Regions from separate parts of the Mus musculus genome. Here region 1 is linked to region 2. Evidence: chromatin contacts called from public promoter capture Hi-C data. All regions are on one chromosome and are shown on one strand. The core of a region is the stretch at or near the end of the contact, and the rest is flanking DNA. Distances in the headings are between cores, read along the strand shown. Region 1 overlaps Taf2 (TATA-box binding protein associated factor 2). Region 2 holds the start of Colec10 (collectin sub-family member 10).

Region 1 (3,742 bases), core at 36-2,535, 610 kb after region 2:
TCAGAATATTTATAGGATGAGCCTGAAGCATTCGATACAACAACAAGGAACTCAGTCTTGCCTAACTGACTCAGGAGGCAGCCTTTAAAGATGTTCAAAGATACAACAATTCCAATACTAATCCTGGATAATAAATACTCTGAACTGATCACCATTAAAATATGTGGTCAATAAACTCATTGTTTTTAAAAATTATTAAATACAGAGAGAATTAGGCATTTATCTAGACTTTCCTATATGGCTCATACCAATGAGTAATAGTAAAAGGGAATTTAGCTTTAGAGAAACAATACATCCTATAAATAAAAATGGAAAGATTAATTAGAATAACATTACTTTGTAATCCACAATGAGTTAATGCATCTAGATCCTGACTAACCACAATAGTTAACCTTGCAAAAAGAGTCAACTGGCTACTGGTACTTCCAAATGAAGATACACAGTACCAGCACACCTGCCTCCAATTACGTGTCTAGACGGGACTGTAATACACAAAAGTCACAAGGAACTCAATTGTGTTAACAACTAATAACTACAGATAAAAATGTGACGAACATATATGGCAAAGGGGAGGGAGAGAAGCTATAGACGGGAGTATAAATTTAAAAGGTAACCATCAAAAGGACTGCTGTGGGCTTCCTGTGGGCACTGATGTCACAAATACACTCTCATGGGCAGAGGACCGAGGAGGATGGGCTCGGCTCGTCAAAACCCCTTTAGTGATTTGAAACACCTTCTCTATTTCAGAGATCGAGACACACATAATTCAAAATCCTGTAAGATGTTCATTTGTGTTATGCAAAAGATATTCCCAATTGTTCTGCCCAATGTAAAATCATGTTAAACAAACAAGCTGTAGTCAATATAACAGATCTGAAACAAACAAATGTACTTAATAAAAGCCTAACTTGCAAGCTCAACAGTCCATCTAATAAGAACATGTAAGAAACACTGAACAATCTGTTAATTTTATTGACTTCATTTATATTAGGTATACGTTCATATTCAATACAAAGTCTATAGTTTGTTAGAAAAGACATGAATTCTGCTCTTTGGTTCTTTAGATTAAATAGAAAAATAAGATGTTGAAATACATCATTGTAATCTAAAGATTAAAAAAAAAAAAAGTCTGTTTTTCATCTTGAGTTCCAAAAAAAGATCTCTAGGGAAAGCATACAAGCTTTGAAAAACAAATTGTTTTAATTTCAAAGTAAGATTTCAAGAACTAGAGTTGTATTTTCTGAATTATGCAAGAAGGCATTACATAACCCAGCAGCCTGAGCAAGGCAGCTGCAAGACTCCCCTCTTCCCCCCAGAAATCACTAGGGAGTTTCATCTGCTCCACCATCACCCCCTAGCCCTCTGTTTCTCATTCTTGCCATCACTAAATAAACCCAGGAGACAGTCCTGATGCCTGCAACCTTGCAGTGGAAGAAAGGGGGCTCAGTGCTGGGAGGGAGATCTATGATGCTCAAACCTGTCTCTCTCAGAACCACTGGGCCCTTCCTGCCTATTCTCTTCCTTCCTTCGGGACAGGGGCAGGGAAAGGGAGTGGGTGAAGGGACCATTTTCACACCTCTCCTTGGTTATCCCACAGCCTGCCCTACCACCTGCACAAAATCATACGCATTTAACACATCTTTTTTACCCTCATACACAAGAAGAGGGAGAATGCAGGGGGTGGGGGGGCCCGCTGCAGGCCTCGGGGTGTGTGTGTGTGTGTGTGTGTGTACCTGGAGCTGTGTGTGTTTCAAATGTGCACGTGTGTGTGTGTGGTGTGTGTGTGTGTGTGTAGGAGGCGTTAAAAGTACATCATCACTGTCCTCTACTAACAAAATAAGCCTCTCTCCTTCAGCTCCCTTAGAGCGGCATCGTTTGTTTCTATCTCTCCTAGATGAGGTTTGTAACACATTTCTGTTCTTGAATATCATCTGGGTCCTTGGCTCTAAGTCATTAAGACATATGAGATGTCGCTTCACTTTGTGAGCAGAGGAAGCAAGGGACCCACACTCAACAGCTCGGAACCCGAGGAAACAGCACACGAGTAGAGCAACCCTGCTGAAGGAGTTTCACTTAAGCACTTCGAAAAGAGCTGCAAGTCTACTAGATTTTATATGCCATCTCTCCGTTTGGAGTCAACTAGAGCAAACATTTCCATACGTTTTAGCGAGCATGAATGAAAGAGACCTCAGCTGGACATGTCCCCCCAAAGCCCACGTGTGCTCCTTCCTCTCGAGTTTGCAAATGGAAGGGAGGCCACAGCTTCCCTTACCACTCTTCTCTTTCTCTCAGGACCCTAACTCAGCCACAGACCAATCTCACTCCCACACATGGCCACCTCTAACTTACTTGATCCCAAAAGGTGATTTGTGAGTGATGCTCCTACAGGAATACTGTCACACCAGTTAGGAGTGAAACTTTACTCCCTGGGCCCAGCAGAATGGCTCAGCAGTTGATGATGCTTACCACCAAGGCTGAAACTGCCCTCTCCATGTGCACTGTGACATACGTGCACACACATTCATGCAAATAAATAAAAGTCCAAATGAGAAAGGAAGGTACTTCTATTGCTTATTTGTAGTCTATCAAAGAGCTTTTCTTATGTTTCACACAGTTACCTTTTTTCCAGTGTATCAATGTGTTAGGGAAAAGCTATATTTGAAATTCAAAATGCACACACACGTGCGCGCACACGCACACACGCACACACACACACGAAGGAGTAAGGAGGGAAAGGGCAAAAAGAGAGGTGAGAGAAGTGAGGAAGGAGAAAATGGGAGAAGGAGCCAAAGAATTAATCCCCCAAGCCCTTCACTCATGGAAATACAAGGCCAAGTCCCAGCTGGATTCCTTCTGAAACATATTGTGTGAATCTACTACAATAAAGGTACACACACACCTCACAAAAAGCTTTTGGCAGACAATGATCTGTGTTCTTAACACTGAAGTATTCTGAGCTGTTGCTTTTGGCTGAAGTCTACTTATTAATCACAGTTGGTCCCTGAGCTCCTTCCTCACATGGATAAGCATTACTCTTCTGTATCAAAGCAAGATCCAGCCACGGAGGCATAAGCCCATAGCCATAGCTGCTCAAGGGTTACTGATGACTTTGGAAACCCCAGTCTTCACAAGTGACATCACTATGTGGCTTTCTCTCGTAATTCTTTCCTTAAACGCCTGGAAACCGTCATCTTGGTTTCCTGGTAGCTCATAGCATCTGACAGGTGCTATTTATTTGGATTCTCATCTTTGCTTGATTAGTAACTGAGGAACACAATAAGACCTGAGACTTAGGAATAAAACAATAGGAACTGAGGAGACCGTGTAAAATGCATGAATAAGTACAGCTGGGCGGAACTACTTAAGCAAGCCTAGTCAATGGAAACTTTCTCGGTCTCGGTCTCGGGGTGTGTGTGTGTGTGTGGTGTGTGTGTGCGTGTGCTCGGGGTGTGTGTGTGTGTGTGTGTGCTCGGGGTGTGTGTGTGTGTGTGTGTGTGTGTGTGTGTGCTCGGGGTGTGTGTGTGTGTGTGTGTGTGTGTGTGTGTGTGTGTGCTCGGGGTGTGTGTGTGTGTGTGTGTGTGTGTGTGTGTGTGTGTGTGGTCTCGGGGTGTGTGTGTGTGTGTGTGTGTGTGTGTGTGTGTGTTTGTGTGTGTTCAACTCTCTCCTTCCATCATGTGGGATCTGAGGATCAAACTCAGCTGTCGGGCTTGGCAGAACCCATCAAACTCAGCTGTCGGGCTTG
Region 2 (3,680 bases), core at 826-3,325:
GTGTGTGTGTGTGTGTGTGTGTGTGTGTGGTGTGTGGCTTCTTCAGTGATTGCCTTTAGACAAAATGCTTAGCTTTTCTCAGCATCAGCTGCTTTATCTACAGAATGGGTGGCTTACTATTTACTCCACATAGTGTATCTGGGACTGAAAGGAGGTACTAGCGAGATTGTCCATCTCTTGTATATACAATATCATATATGATTATATATAAGACACAATGACTTCCATCAATGTCAGTTCCTTCCTTCCTCTTCTCTGTATTTTATGAAACGAACAGTTCACTCAACTGTTACTGCTGTTCCTGTGAGGAATTGTTCGCCTCTTACCAAGAAAGCACTTCAGTGTAAATTTCTTTTGCTTGAACACCCAATTTTAGGTGCTCTGCTATGCCAGCACTGAGATACTGGCATACATACAGGTTTTTGTTTTTCTTTTCTTAGGTTGGCTATTCCTTGTAATGATGTCTCTTAGGGACTATCTCAGTCGTACCTGTAAGAATTTCATTTCCAAACCAAGGAATGGTTTTGGAATGCCTTTTATCCAATTCTATATAGTAGATCTATTAATATAATAACTCAATAATAAAGAATATAAGAGCCTAGGGAGATAAATCAGTTGGTAAAGTGTTTTCCATAAAAGCATGAGTACCTGAGTTTGATACCCGTCACCCATGTTAAAAAAAAAAAAATCTGGACACAGTGGCATCCCAGTACCTGTAATCCCAGTGCTTGATATGGAAACAGGAGGCCCTAGGAACGTCCTGGCTGGTCACCCTAGCCAAGTTGGCAAGTTTTGGGTACAGTAAGACATTATAGCAGAAAATAAGGTAGAGAGCACTTGATTGACAACTAATGTCGACTTCTTCACACAGGGCAGAGAGAGAGAGAGAGAGAGAGAGAGAGAGAGAGAGAGAGAGAGAGCGCACAGGGGAAGGAGGAGGAGGAAGAGGAGGGGGAAGAAGAGGAGGAAGATGGGGAAGAGGGAAAGGGGCTAGAAAGGAAGTGAGGGGTAGGGACATGGAAAGATACAGCGAAACACAAATTTTAAAAAGAATAGAAAAGGTCTTTTCAATGTAAATGACTGATTCTAATTTTCTAATAAGTTACAATCAAATCTAGACTGTTCATAGTGAAACACACTGTTAGATGAGAATACAGATATACAGAGAAATACAGGGACCTCGATCACCATAATGTCTACCCGTCTGTCTCAAATCCATACAGTCTATATAAAAATCATCTGTCATTTAAGAAATATAATTGGACACTTTCTCCACAATTAAGTAAAGAACTTGCTACAAACATCACACGCACATATTTGTATTTTACCATAACTTGTCAGCTATTATTGTGGAGAGAGACAAATCATATCTGTTCCTATCTTGTCCCATTTTCCAAATAAAGCTGTCTTCATTTTATGTTATTTCCTTGAGATAGTGTGCTAGAAGGACAAGTGCCAGACCATAATTATATGCATTTTTAATAGCTTTCATTCTTATTACCAGATTGACTTACAGAAAAAAATTCATTCATTTGGAGCTTACTCTCAGGGTAATTTATGCTCTCAAGAGAAAGAGGTATGTCATAGAAATTATTAACAACATCTGTGATCAACTGCCACATTCAGTCACGAGCACTCCATTATGAGAAACTCAAAGCCATGCCTGATGCTTGCAAAATGTGCAGAAATCTCAGGTCACAACCTCCCCATCACTCCCAGAATTCAACTCAATGCAAACTACAGAGCCAGCTGGAGGTCTAAGCACCAGTTAGCTCTGTACTCTCTGCTTATGGAGAGGTTTGCACTGACCTGAATATCTGAGTGTTTAGTTTAGAGATAATTTTCAATAAACTGTTGTCATTGGAAAAGAAACAGTCTGGACAATGTATGGTCCATTTGGGATCCTGAGAAAGTAAACAACCAAGGGAATGCCTCCTTGCTTGCCTTTGCAGCCATTTCTGGAATGTACTTTCCAGATACCTCCTTGTTTTAGTTTGTAGCAGAAGGTTTTACTTTAAAAAAAAAATAATGCTGTTTATTTCGTGTGTCTTGGAGACCCTCTGTTGAAGAATCACAGTCATGAATGGCTTTAGAGTCCTGCTTCGAAGCAACCTATCCATGCTGTTGCTGCTAGCTCTCTTGCACTTTCAGAGTCTGGGTCTGGATGTTGATAGTCGATCAGCTGCAGAAGTCTGTGCCACACATACCATTTCACCAGGACCTAAAGGTGAGGAAGAAACCTCAAATCTCATACAATATATGGATCTATTTCCTCGCCTCAAAGCCACCCTAGCTGCTGTGTGGCTTCTCTCCCCCTCCTTCTGAGTTTCCTCTGATTTCCTGTCTATTTTTCAAATCAGTAGACTATTAGTTATTTCCTATAGGCTTCCCTGGATTGTAAGTTAGAGAAGGTGGAAAAGGGTGGAATCCTAGGATAAAAGTGTGATGTCGAACACTGAGGACCCTGAGACCCTCTTCCAGTGCGTTTAGATGGGGGTGAGGATTCATAACCTTTTGGTTAGACCACTTTCCTTTATTCTAGAGCTGCCTTCCTTCTTCTCTTTCCTCACTCATATTGATTCTAAAGAGAAATTTAGCTAGGAGGCAAATTTTTTTTTCTAGAGTATATCTTTTGTAATTAATGGTTTCCTAAGTTCCAATGTGGAAGATTATTTTTAACTAAAGATCCAAAGTAGAATACAAACGAATATTTTTATTTGAAAGTGGAATCTCTGAGGTCAACTGCCTTCAGTGGAGAATGGTAAAATATTGCTTCCCCCCCTCCCCAAGTAGAGTCAAGGTCTAAGGTCCAAATCCCCTTCTAGCACTAGCTGTTGTTGATATTTTTTCCTTGGGTGGAGGGGTGGGCATGCAGTTAAATAAATCTGTTTTCCTTGTGTCAGCTCTTACCCTTTTGTTCTGAAAGTGGTCACTGCACTGCAGATTGGTTCTGTTCTATTAGTAATTCATGCTATGCTTCCTGAGGCTATTGGAAGGAAGAATTGTAGCTGCTAAAAAAATCTCAAATAGAAAAAAAAAAGATTTAAAAGAAGAAAGGCAGGAAAGAAACATGGCTCGATGCTTGTCAGTTATTTAAATGTGTATTGCTTAAAGTGCATTTTTCTTAATCATTGAATTAATTTTCTCCTGTGATTGCAATCCAGCTTCTAACCTTTGATACCATAAAATAAACGGAGGGAGTCACAGTGAGACCTTGGGGCTTCCAAATCATTTCCGTGGTGAATAAATGAATAATGTAAGGGCAAATGTTCAGAGAGGAAAGTTTTGGTTAGAAATAGTATTTACTGAAGTCTATTACTGGACCTTTCTCAGAATACAAGGAAATTGCATTTTCCCTGTGGTGTCCTGAAGACTGGATGTTAAAGTCTTCCTCAAATGTGCAACTGAGAGAATCTAGTTGATGGTTTTTTTCCCCCTTGAAGAAAAGCTGCAATTTTTACAATGGAATAAGAATGCACAAAAAGCTATTAATTAAATACCCTGAACATAACACATTCCCATCCAACAACTATGTCCTTTGCAATTCAACTACTAGACATTGACTGTATATTTTAAGTCCCCATCTTAGGCACAGCAGTACACTAAATATATTAGTGTCATAAGCAATAAAGAGATAAGTTGTTTTTCATAGGTTTTCTGAGAGGGTATTGAGTTGGGAC

The links. Promoter capture Hi-C pulls out the DNA fragments that hold promoters and counts their contacts.
Region 1: a promoter capture Hi-C map of the 3T3-L1 cell line shows a contact between it and region 2, with 4 times the contacts expected there. The contact joins the enhancer-like site here to the promoter of Colec10 in region 2. A contact is called at or near these places in 2 of 39 promoter capture datasets (both in the 3T3-L1 cell line) and 2 of 484 Hi-C or Micro-C datasets (cortical neurons and stem cell-derived neural stem cells).

What each region holds. Positions count from the first base shown.
Region 1 is chr15:55,017,861-55,021,602 of GRCm38.p6, forward strand. All of the region lies in intron 25 of Taf2 (TATA-box binding protein associated factor 2), which reads right to left. Among named protein-coding and RNA genes, the nearest start is that of Gm2491, 33 kb to the left of the region's middle. Within about 2 kb of position 1,286, at least 19 of the 459 cell types and tissues checked have an H3K27ac peak or open chromatin away from gene starts, as enhancers often do. A contact at or near this core is called in cortical neurons, where this site is marked.
Region 2 is chr15:54,408,699-54,412,378 of GRCm38.p6, forward strand. It overlaps Colec10 (collectin sub-family member 10), which reads left to right and starts at 2,076. Exons shown (of 6, transcript NM_173422.3): 1 at 2,076-2,227. The coding sequence starts at 2,080.